Regions from separate parts of the Rattus norvegicus genome. Here all the other regions are linked to region 3. Evidence: chromatin contacts called from public Hi-C data. All regions are on one chromosome and are shown on one strand. Each heading gives the region's core, a stretch centred on a gene start, on an enhancer-like site or on the middle of the called end of the contact. The rest is flanking DNA. Distances are from core to core; before and after follow the strand shown. Region 1 holds the start of Zbtb20 (zinc finger and BTB domain containing 20). Region 2 has its middle 71 kb from the start of Zbtb20. Region 3 overlaps Zbtb20 (zinc finger and BTB domain containing 20).

Region 1 (3,454 bases), core at 239-2,738, 320 kb after region 3:
TCCCAGGTGGGTTAAGAATATTGCTTTATGGACTTCTTTGTGTTGTCAGAGAGGCCTAATGGAATTAACGGGGGAGAGTCTGCCACTTATAGTAAATAAATAATGTATTACAAAAAGGTGATTGTTATTATCAAAGATCTCCACAGATCAGCATTCATTTTCTACCACTGCTTGTGCATATTCTGAAAACATTTATGTGCCTCACTGTCTGACTTACATTTAATCAGCTGAATAAAAGTTTTACTTTTGTACAAACCTAAATAAAAGTCTACCTAAAAGTATACTTCAAATCCATCTTATTTAACTACTCCCTGAAATTTTTAAAAAGCACTATTCTAGAAAATTCCTCAACAATGTAAGCTAGTTCCAAGCATAACTTTTTTCCACCACGAAAAGAAAAAAAAAAAAGAAAAAGAAAAGAAAACCCTCACAGACATATTTGTAATAACAAGTACATTATTTATGGACGCAAATATGTTAAGGGAATACTTACAGTTGTTGCACAAAATGGCCTGATATACTCCATAGCTTCCACTTTGTTAAAAAAAAAATTTAAAAAGTCCAGCCTCCACTCCTCCCTCCCCAAGCATAAACAAGCAGTAACATACTAAAAGGAAACTGTCCCAGGATAAAAACTTCTTGGTAAGAAAGTTTGTGTTCTTACTAACCCCAGTAATATCCATATAAATGCAACAATCTACCTAGAAAATAAAATGTTAGAAAACAGCCCCAATTTCTTTCAAACTATCGCCCCCCTGATGCAAATTTCTACTTGTGTACTAGCAAAAAATAGTTACTTGATGCTTGCCCACCCTCAGGGGCTACCCCTCACCTTATGTCCAATGACATCAAATAAACATGCTGATATAAAGTATGCAACCTGCTTCGAGGATTTATACTGTAAACATGGACTTTAAACTTCAATGTAAAACAAAGAACAAGAGTCTCATTTTGGTAGTACCCACACTGGCACTGCAGCTAAAACTCACTGGCAAATAACTAACAAAATCCAGTTAGCAATAAATAAGGACAACATGATATATAGACAGACAGATGGAATTGCATAAACAGACGAGAAAAGCAAAGAGACAAACATACGGAGGAGTTTGTTTTAAGAGTGAAAGATTCTGATTTACTCATTACTTTAGTAAGAAAAATAGGTTTGTTTGTAATTATTTTTAAACTAATAAAACTAAATCACAAGGTCACACCCTTAAATAATTAAGAAAATTAGTAGAGGGTAGGCCTCCTATAGATGTTCCAAATTTCAAGCTAGCATTAGCTCTGTCAAATTTAAATACAGAAATTAAAATTCAAGAAAGCAAGCCTAAAAGCACTGTGGCCTAAATAAGATGATAAACACAGGGGGACTGAGGAGGCAGGGTTGTTTTTATGAAAGTTGTCTGCCCTACCTTCTTCCCCAGCGCTGAGTCTCTCTTCTCATAACCGGTGTCTCCCTGGAAGTACAGTGTGAGTGGTAATGACTGCCTGCCTCCCTAATGAGTCCATTTTCCTGCTCTTGATGTTGTGTATATACACACACTGCAACCTACCTTACAAACCACAGAGACGGGAAGAGAGAGAGAGAGAGCAAGAGAGAGGGAGGGAAAGGGGGGGCAGAGAGAGAGAGAAAGACAGAGACAGAGCAAGCAAGCCAGTGAGAGAGAAAGAGAAGGAGAGAGAGAAAGAAAAACAGAAACAGAGAGAGAGAAAGGCACAGACAAAGCCCTCCTACCAGACAGCAGACAGCCCTCCTTCCCCTATCCAGGAAAATGCAACTCGTCTAATGCAGCAACAGGTTCAGTATGGGCAGACTAACAGAGTGGAAAGGTATAGTCTCTATAGCATTAGTGCTTGCAAATAAACAGTTTAAGAGCAGCTGGCTCCACCTTCTTTATTTATGCTCCATTATGAGGAATGTATTGTTTCAGCTCTGGCACACAGTACGTGTGTAATTATCATAAATACATTTTTGCATATTAGCAGGAAATAAGGAATTACATAGCTTATTTGTGCAATCTTTCAAATTTATTTTTTGAATGTGAGAAAAATGTCAACAAATCTGCTCTGACAAAAGCCTAGTAATGATTTTAAAGTCAGAGCAGTCTTAAAGGAGACTGTAAGAAGCAGACTCCTTACAATGGGAAAACTGATCTCAGACAAAACTGATAACTGCAAAGAAGAAATCACTGTTCAGTAAATAAACCAAGACCATAAACAAAACTGTAAGACAAAACAGAATTAAGTCTAATTAACTTGCTAATAGGCTAGTACCCTAGAAGAAAGCAGCCTGGTTTCTTGTTTGAGGCATCCAGCTACACAAACACAATGCAAGGCAGTCTGTATGAACAGGTGCAATGCATTTAATATATAGTATACCAGAGAAATAAACCATTAGGAGTTACCACTCAAGCGAGACAGAGTTTCCTAGAATATGGATCTGAAACTGCAGTAAATAACCTTTCATCTTTTATTGGAAATAAAAACTAAAACTGGTGCTTTTAAATAAACCTTCCTTGAAAAAAAAAAAAGGAAACTCTTTATACTATACCTTTAACCCAATTTTCACACACACTAGCTCCAGGAAAATAGTGCTAATTATATTACTGATCCCACCACATGCTCCTCATGGCCTTTGCTTACTCCCGGGTGCCTTTTCTAAAGTGGAGATATATTTTCAGCTGTAGGACGACGAACATCAGAAAACAGGACTGGTTGGAAGTCCCTCATTTTTTTTTTTCAAAACAACTCCTGATGCACCAAACTATATCTGAGTATTGTATCTGTACCCATCTTCCTTAATATTTTTCTATATAGTTGGACTATATCATTTGTATGCATTAAAAAATATTAGAGTAAATTTTTCTAAAGGAATTCACACACACAAAATGAAAGGTAAAGGGTACATTCAACTTATTCCAATGCTATATTTTGATACCAGTGACCTTAAATATATTATCTGTAAAACCAACCTTTTAACTCTGACCCATAATTGTTCCTGTCTGGAAGAACTGCAGGGATGGAAATGGAGATGAGCCTGAGGGAAAGAAGGTCCAGCAACAGACCCAAAAGGGATCCAGCTCAAGGGGAGGCTCCAAGACCTGACACCATTACTGAGGCTAAGGGGTGCCCATAAAAAAAGGGACCTATCATGACTGCCCTCCAAAAGACCCAACAAGCACCAGAATCAAATGCAGATATGTGCACCCAACCAGTGGACAGAAGCTGCTGACCCTGTGGTTGAATTAGGGAAAAACTGGTGGACACTGAGGGCAACCCTGTAAAAGGACCAGCAGTCTCAATGAAGCTGGACCCCCAAGATCTCTCAGACACTGGACCACGAACCAGGCAGCATACACCAGATGAGATGAGGCCCCCAACACATATACAACAGAGGATTGTTCAGTCAGAGAAGATGCACCTAACCCCTTAACCCTCAAGAGACTGGAGGCCC
Region 2 (3,290 bases), core at 99-2,598, 390 kb after region 3:
ACCGAGACAGAACTATCCAAGAATTTTGGAAGGGGTAGTCACAGTTGTTAAAATATACTTATATGTAATGGAAATTACATATCTATTAAAGCTATGTTTACAAGTAGTATTTAATTATAAGGGTAGCAATTCTGATCACTACACTTTAGAAAACATATTTCGAAGGTAAATTGTAATATGATCTTAGCTATGTAAACACATGCATTAAAATATAAGGGTTGTGTCAGGATGAAAGCAGTGGTGGGTGATTCTTTTCTCACCTTCTCATACTAATGTCAACACATTTTCAGCCTGTGAGTGTCTGCAAGAGGTATTTTCTATAGCATCATTTTTAATTAAAAAAAATATGACACTCCTCTAATAGATGCTGATAATTGAACTGTGTATGTCACAATATAAAGTCTTACTTCCCTTTGACCCAATCTATTACTTCGTAAATTGTCTCTTTAGGAAATATTGCAAGCTCATGCTTTGATATCTATTCTACCTGTTTAAAGAATATTCTAGAAATAAAGCGTCAGGGCCATGGAGAGATGACTCAGTCGTTCCAAGTACTTGCTGCTTTTCCAGAGGTCCTGGCTTCCATTCTCAGTACCCACATCAGGCAGTTCAATACCACCTGTAACTCCATGTAACTCCAGTTTCAGAGAAGCCAATGCCCTCTTCTGAGTAGCAACATTCATGTAACACACACACACACACACACACACACACACAGAGAGAGAGAGAGAGAGAGAGAGAGAGAGAGAGAGAGAGAGAATAAACAAACAAATAGCAGCAGAAATGCTGATATGGCATAAAGTACGGTTTCCAGGGTAAAGTCTGTACCTGGAACCAACAACATCAGCACCACTTAGAAACTTATTAGTGAAACATATCTTCAAGTCCTTCCAGGGATCTGCCTAGTCATCAGCTCAGAAGAACTGACCTTGCTATCTAAAATTTAAAATATCCTGCTGATTCAGATACACAAGCAAGTTCAGGACGTTCTGGTCAAGAGCAGGGGTAAGAGTAAATACCATGGTCCAAAGACCAAACCTGCCCACACGTTATCTGTGGGTGTTTTTAAACCACTGTAGTAATAGATAGTTTGGATAAAGACATCAAGCCTTATTGAATGTAAACAATTACTACATAAAATATTTGCAAACACTTATTCTACAGAATGGAGGCTCCTTTAGATTAGTTGTTTCCGGGGTACATAGAACATCCTGAGAACTTACACTTTGACCAGTGTAATTTGATCAAGAGTCTGTGAAGTTGTAAGATCAATTAAATATATTCATGTGAGTTCCATTAATGATGAAATTTTGTAGGAAATATATGTTCACTCTTCTTGCATACTCATTCTGTTGCAGAAACAAACGTTAGATGAAGCTATTCTTAAAAATTAAAATGGCTCACAGAGAGTCAGTTTATCTAGCACTGAGAAAAAAATAAATCTAAAGGGTTCCACCTGCTGGCAGAAATAAAAAATTACTCCAAAATGAAATCTACATTTAAAAGATTGTCTGATTTAACAAATAAGATAATTTTGGAACTTTAAAAAAAAGTACATTGTCCATTTATTTTAAAGAAAAACAACAATTTTAAAGGAAGAATAATCCAGTTCATGGAATATAAAAACAAAATCATAGGCTTAGTTCATACAAAGCAAACATTGGTTTGCTAGACTAAGTTTATGAACATATAGGTCACGTATTTCCTAAGAACCAAGATAATTCATCACTAATTAAGATATTGTGGAACTATATATAAGTAATCCTCTCATAAAATTTAGGATTGTATGTCATTCTCAGTTGTTAAACTTTTTTGTCTTAAATTCAAAACACCATGAAATTAGGTTATGAAATTATAAGAAACACATTCAATGATAATTTTATTTTTTAATAGGAAGAATAGGAAGTCTTGCCTAAATAATTTTAATTCAATATACAAAAGTGTATTTTATTTCTCAGAAATTAAAATAATCCTAAATGGTATGTAACTGGTCATCTGAACACAGAGAAGCAAGAGCTGGCAAACCAGATACAAATATTATCCTCTTTCAAAACCTTAGTATAATTCTTGTACCTTAAATATACCCATTCAAAGTAGACCATCCAATGGCCTTTATTAAGCTTAGAAAGTTGTGCAATTAATGGCTGCAACCCATTTTAGATACCATCTCCTGTGCCCACTTGCAGTGTTTGAATCCATACTTCCAGCCATAGAAAATAATATTCTGCCTAAAATTTTACCATTATGGGTATTCCGTAGGAATAAAAATAATATACAGTCTTTAAGGCATGGTGCCTTCTACTTAGCATATACTTTGACCTTATCCTAACTGTAGCATGTATTAGTGGTTTTCTCTCTGGTTGTTGAGTAATTTTCCTTTTGCAGGTATATCATATTTTTATTTAACTTTAATTTCAATGGGTAAATAGCAAGTACGAGGTGCAATTTGATGTTTTGTTACATGTTTACACTGTGAAATGATCAAATCATGGAATTTAGCATACCTATTATTGGAAGCATAATTTTTGTGATAAAGATATTCAGTATCCTTTCACAGCTATTTTGAAACCTACAACAATGCATTATTAATTATAGACCTCTTCAGAGCAATACAACACTGGACTTACTCACTTTTAGAATTTAGTTGTATTCCCTGTATCTTACATGTGAATGTTTTGCCTGCATGTATGTCATGTGCACTATGTGTATTCTTGGTACCTATGGAGGTAAAAAAAAAAATGGTATTGGATCCCCTAGACATAGAGTTATAGATGTTTGTGAACCACCATGTGGGTGTTGGAAGTAAGACCCCAGTTCTCTGTAAGATACCCTCAACTGCTAAGCTATCTCTCCAACCCCTCTCCCCACAACTCACTCTTTATACTCTTGGCCGATGCCTCATTGGCCCTGCCTCTCCAACTCCTTTTGGTAATCACTATTCTACTAGCTACAAGTTTGGCTACTTTTATCTACCACAGATGAGAACAAACGTCACATTTCTTTGTGGATGACTTCTTTGACTTAACATAATATTCTTCAGATTCATTCGCTTCATGTTGGCAAACGATGAAATTTTCTTTCCTCAGGCTGAACACTATTCCATTGTGTGTCTAAGTCCCACATTGTAATGTCTGTTTATACATTGATGGACACTTGGTCTATTTCTGTGCTTGGCTATCATGCATCATTCTGCAATGAGCATGTAAATGCAGACATCTTTCAGCATACTGACTTACTGATCTTAGTTCCTTCCATATACAGATAGTAGCGAGATTGCCAGATCATAACAT
Region 3 (3,426 bases), core at 382-2,881:
TTTTATTGTTAAAGCACTTTGCAATTATTAATTAGTTAATTTAGTCTAAATTATATTTATGCCTTTGTTTTAAATCCAAGCTACTCGTAGTTATTATGAGCCTAAAATGCTATTTCGCCAGCCAATTATTCTCATTTCAAAAACAGCTTGTTGTCGATGACAGCACCTTTTCTAAGTTTTCAAAGAAAATGTAATCTATCCCCAGTACATACACATATTTCTGGATGCTGTTCACATAATCTAACTGCACGTATAAAAAAATAGCATCTCTGTTTAATGTCTACATTTTATACATGAGCCTTCATGTATATATTTTCATGTGTTACATTTAGTTTTGAAAAAGGCATTAAAGTTGTTTCTTATATCTTACAATGACCTTAAAACTTAGGAGTTTGAGCAACATTCCAGATGAAGCACACACACACACACACACACACACACACACACACACACACACACACACACACACACACACACACCCCGAACACTTTGGTTACTATAAGGGCTCGAAGCCTAACAACTACTTCAAAACTTTAATGATCCTGTGGAAACTTCAACAAGGACTAGCTAGGTCCTAATGTAAAACAGTGTTTACTTTTAAAAATAAATGCAATAGTTTTACCCACATGTTTTTGGGACACTGTTAAGACACATCATAATTAACAATGTTGAAAATAACAACAGATCTTTAAATCCAGTCATCGTTTTGTACATAGTCACAAATATCTGAGCAAAATGGAAACTATTTTTGGGACAAAACATTCACTTTTTTTTGCTGATAAAGACAAACAACTTGAGAAAACACCCTTTCCTTTTCTCGACTCTCACTTTCACAATAAATGCAGCACGGAAACTAAATTCTCAACTTAGAAATACGCTGAGCTGTATTCCCATAAACAACTCACCAGACTCACAGCCATGCTCTCATCTTCTGCTTGGTCTTTCACTTCCCATGCATACACAATCACACTTACCTGCAAGAGCCTCAAACATCAGTCTATGTGTGTTTTTGAAATGAACTCTGTACCGATGCATTTTTTTTCTGTGTTTCTTTCTAACCCTCGGGAATGTTAAGAATTTAGGAAGAGAGCCACAGCTTAAGAGCGCAATTATTTGCCAGTAAATACTCAATTTGCTTGTCCTGTGATTTTTCTTCTAACTTGCATATTCAATAATCTGTCCCTGACTGCGTCACGAGCACAAAAAGTCTTTTCTCTAAAGGAGAACACTTTCGCCAATCAACCTTCAGCCATGCCAGGGCACAGCTCGTCAGGGTGATTTGTTAGCTTTAATTAATAATTCCTCATGCTGACCATTTTCACAAATAACACAGTGAGACTACGATGCAGGATGGCTGTAATTCAGGGCGCTAAAAACACAGTGGAGTGGGGGTGTAGAGGGGTGGGAGAATTCAGATGCCGTTTGTAAACACATCTACTCAGACTTTCAGATTACAGGATAGGGACATTGCAGCTGAATTACCATGCTATGTCCATCAATTTGTATTCAGGTGGAAGCCACATGCTCTTCCACTTTTATCTGCTAGGGCCTCCCGGGTGCCAACACCGTTATTGGGCCGACAACATTTACAAAGGAGGTCTCTAGCCTTAGGATTGCACAAGTTTACTGCAGGTGAAGTTGAGAAATCAGACATATACAGCACTTCTCAGTGAGCTTGTGTAACAGCCTGGAACACAGAAGTACAAGTTGCGAGTGTCAGATTTTCTTTTGCTAGGCTGGGCGATACTGGACATTTCAGTTAGCTTTTAACAAGATTCTCAGGCCCAGACCTCAAAACAGTAAAGCAACACTGGAGCGTTTGTTCAGGTCGGGCACATTTATTCACTTCTTAGCTATGCCTCACATATTATATTAAGGCCTAAGAATTTTGGTTGAAAAACAAAACAAAAACCCGACTTTCTCAGCTTGCTGTCACAGTCCATGTATCTTTTAAAAACATATCGATGCTAGCACTCGAACAAAGCAACAAAGCAGGTAACGTGCAAACAAAAGTGAGAATTAAGAGCACTTTTCCACGTGGTTCCATCATGCAATCACTCAAGGACAGCACACTTGAGCCCTGCTGTAAAGATATGTCAGAGTAAACAGAGGCACACGAAACAAAACAGAAAGGAAAACGGCCAATGGTAGCAAAATATGTCTTTTCGACAATTAGAAAATATCTCTGAAAGCAGGTAGAGAAGTCAGAAGCATACTAGCATGTCCACAGTCAATTTCAAAATGCTCACACGCACTGGAGAAAACCAAAAACACAGAGGAGATTATAGTCATGCCCTTTATCTGATGTGTGTAAAGGCAAATTCATTAATTTATTAGATACATACTTATTGAGAATCTCTTCGGTATCAGAAACTGGATCATACCAGCACTGCGAGACTAAGGCACAGGCTCTGTCTTCAAGAAGTTTATAATTTAATCATTACAGCCTAAAAGAAAACATTCACCTCTAAACAGAGCACTGTATATAGCACATACAGGAAAGCATGAAACAGGGCCCTTAGACATGACAGGAGAACTATATGGAGTGGTAGGAAGAACATTCTACACACAGGCAAACCTTTGAACCTTTTCTAAAACTATTACTAGAATAGATTAGACTAGATTAGCAGTTCTAGGAACTGAGGGATTTAGTGCATAGTAATTTCAGATAAGTGCCTTAGATAGTAAACAGCTCAGGATTTAAAAACAAATCTATTAAGGAACAAAGTCCTTCTCGAACCATGATGCCTGTCATCATCAAGATGGTATGTGGCATCCCCAACACAGGCACAAACAGTGTGTGCTGTCTTCACTGTCAATGTACTCCTGGGATCCCAGGCCAGAAGAGGACATAGGAGCACACACTGCCTTTTCCTGTTTTCCTGCTCACTTGTCTTTTGTTCACCAAATGCTTACACTCACGCCCAATCACTTCTGTTTGTACTGTGTCAGAAGATAAACCATATTTGCATGACTATTATAAGAAGGAGAAACTGTATTTACTTAGTGGTCACAGATAACTTCTAAGAAGAGATCATATGCTATGCATTACAAAGGGTTGCACATGGTAGGAGGTTGGATGGGGTGGAAATGGTCTATCCTAACATGGCAACCACAGCTTGTAAATCCTCTTGGAAACTGGATGACATTCTCAGTGCTATTGGACATTTGTTTCATGTGATATTCAGAATGTAAAGAAGCTTCCAGAATACCAAACTTATAACTCAGTTATACATAGCCATTTAGAGAATTGTATAGTTCATTTATCCATTCACTACATACTTATCAAGCTTGTACTGTCTATGTAACACTTATTAATAATGGTAATTAAGGCTATTGAGTACTTCCTATACGTTGGTGACTGATGTAAGAATTTCATATAAGCATATATTCAGAAAAGCACCTCATTTAATCATCAGAAAAATT

Evidence for each region. A called contact is a pair of places that touch in the nucleus more often than the background predicts.
Region 1: a Hi-C map of liver shows a contact between it and region 3, with 2.5 times the contacts expected there. The contact joins the promoter of Zbtb20 here to the enhancer-like site in region 3. A contact is called at or near these places in 3 of 12 Hi-C or Micro-C datasets (hepatocytes, kidney and liver) and 1 of 1 datasets of contacts at active chromatin or transcription factors (oligodendrocytes).
Region 2: a contact with region 3 is called in a Hi-C map of liver, with 6 times the contacts expected there. The contact joins two enhancer-like sites. A contact is called at or near these places in 2 of 12 Hi-C or Micro-C datasets (kidney and liver).

The regions. Positions count from the first base shown.
Region 1 is chr11:71,295,551-71,299,004 of GRCr8, forward strand. Zbtb20 (zinc finger and BTB domain containing 20) reads right to left here and starts at 1,489. Exons shown (of 11, transcript NM_001105880.2): 1 at 1,413-1,489.
Region 2 is chr11:71,366,228-71,369,517 of GRCr8, forward strand. No RefSeq gene overlaps it. Among named protein-coding and RNA genes, the nearest start is that of Zbtb20, 71 kb to the left of the region's middle. Within about 2 kb of position 1,349, at least 2 of the 93 cell types and tissues checked have an H3K27ac peak or open chromatin away from gene starts, as enhancers often do. A contact at or near this core is called in liver, where this site is marked.
Region 3 is chr11:70,977,865-70,981,290 of GRCr8, forward strand. The region is part of intron 4 of Zbtb20 (zinc finger and BTB domain containing 20); the gene reads right to left. The region is part of intron 1 of LOC120095546 (a long non-coding RNA gene); the gene reads left to right. Among named protein-coding and RNA genes, the nearest start is that of Zbtb20, 320 kb to the right of the region's middle. Within about 2 kb of position 1,632, at least 33 of the 93 cell types and tissues checked have an H3K27ac peak or open chromatin away from gene starts, as enhancers often do. A contact at or near this core is called in liver, where this site is marked.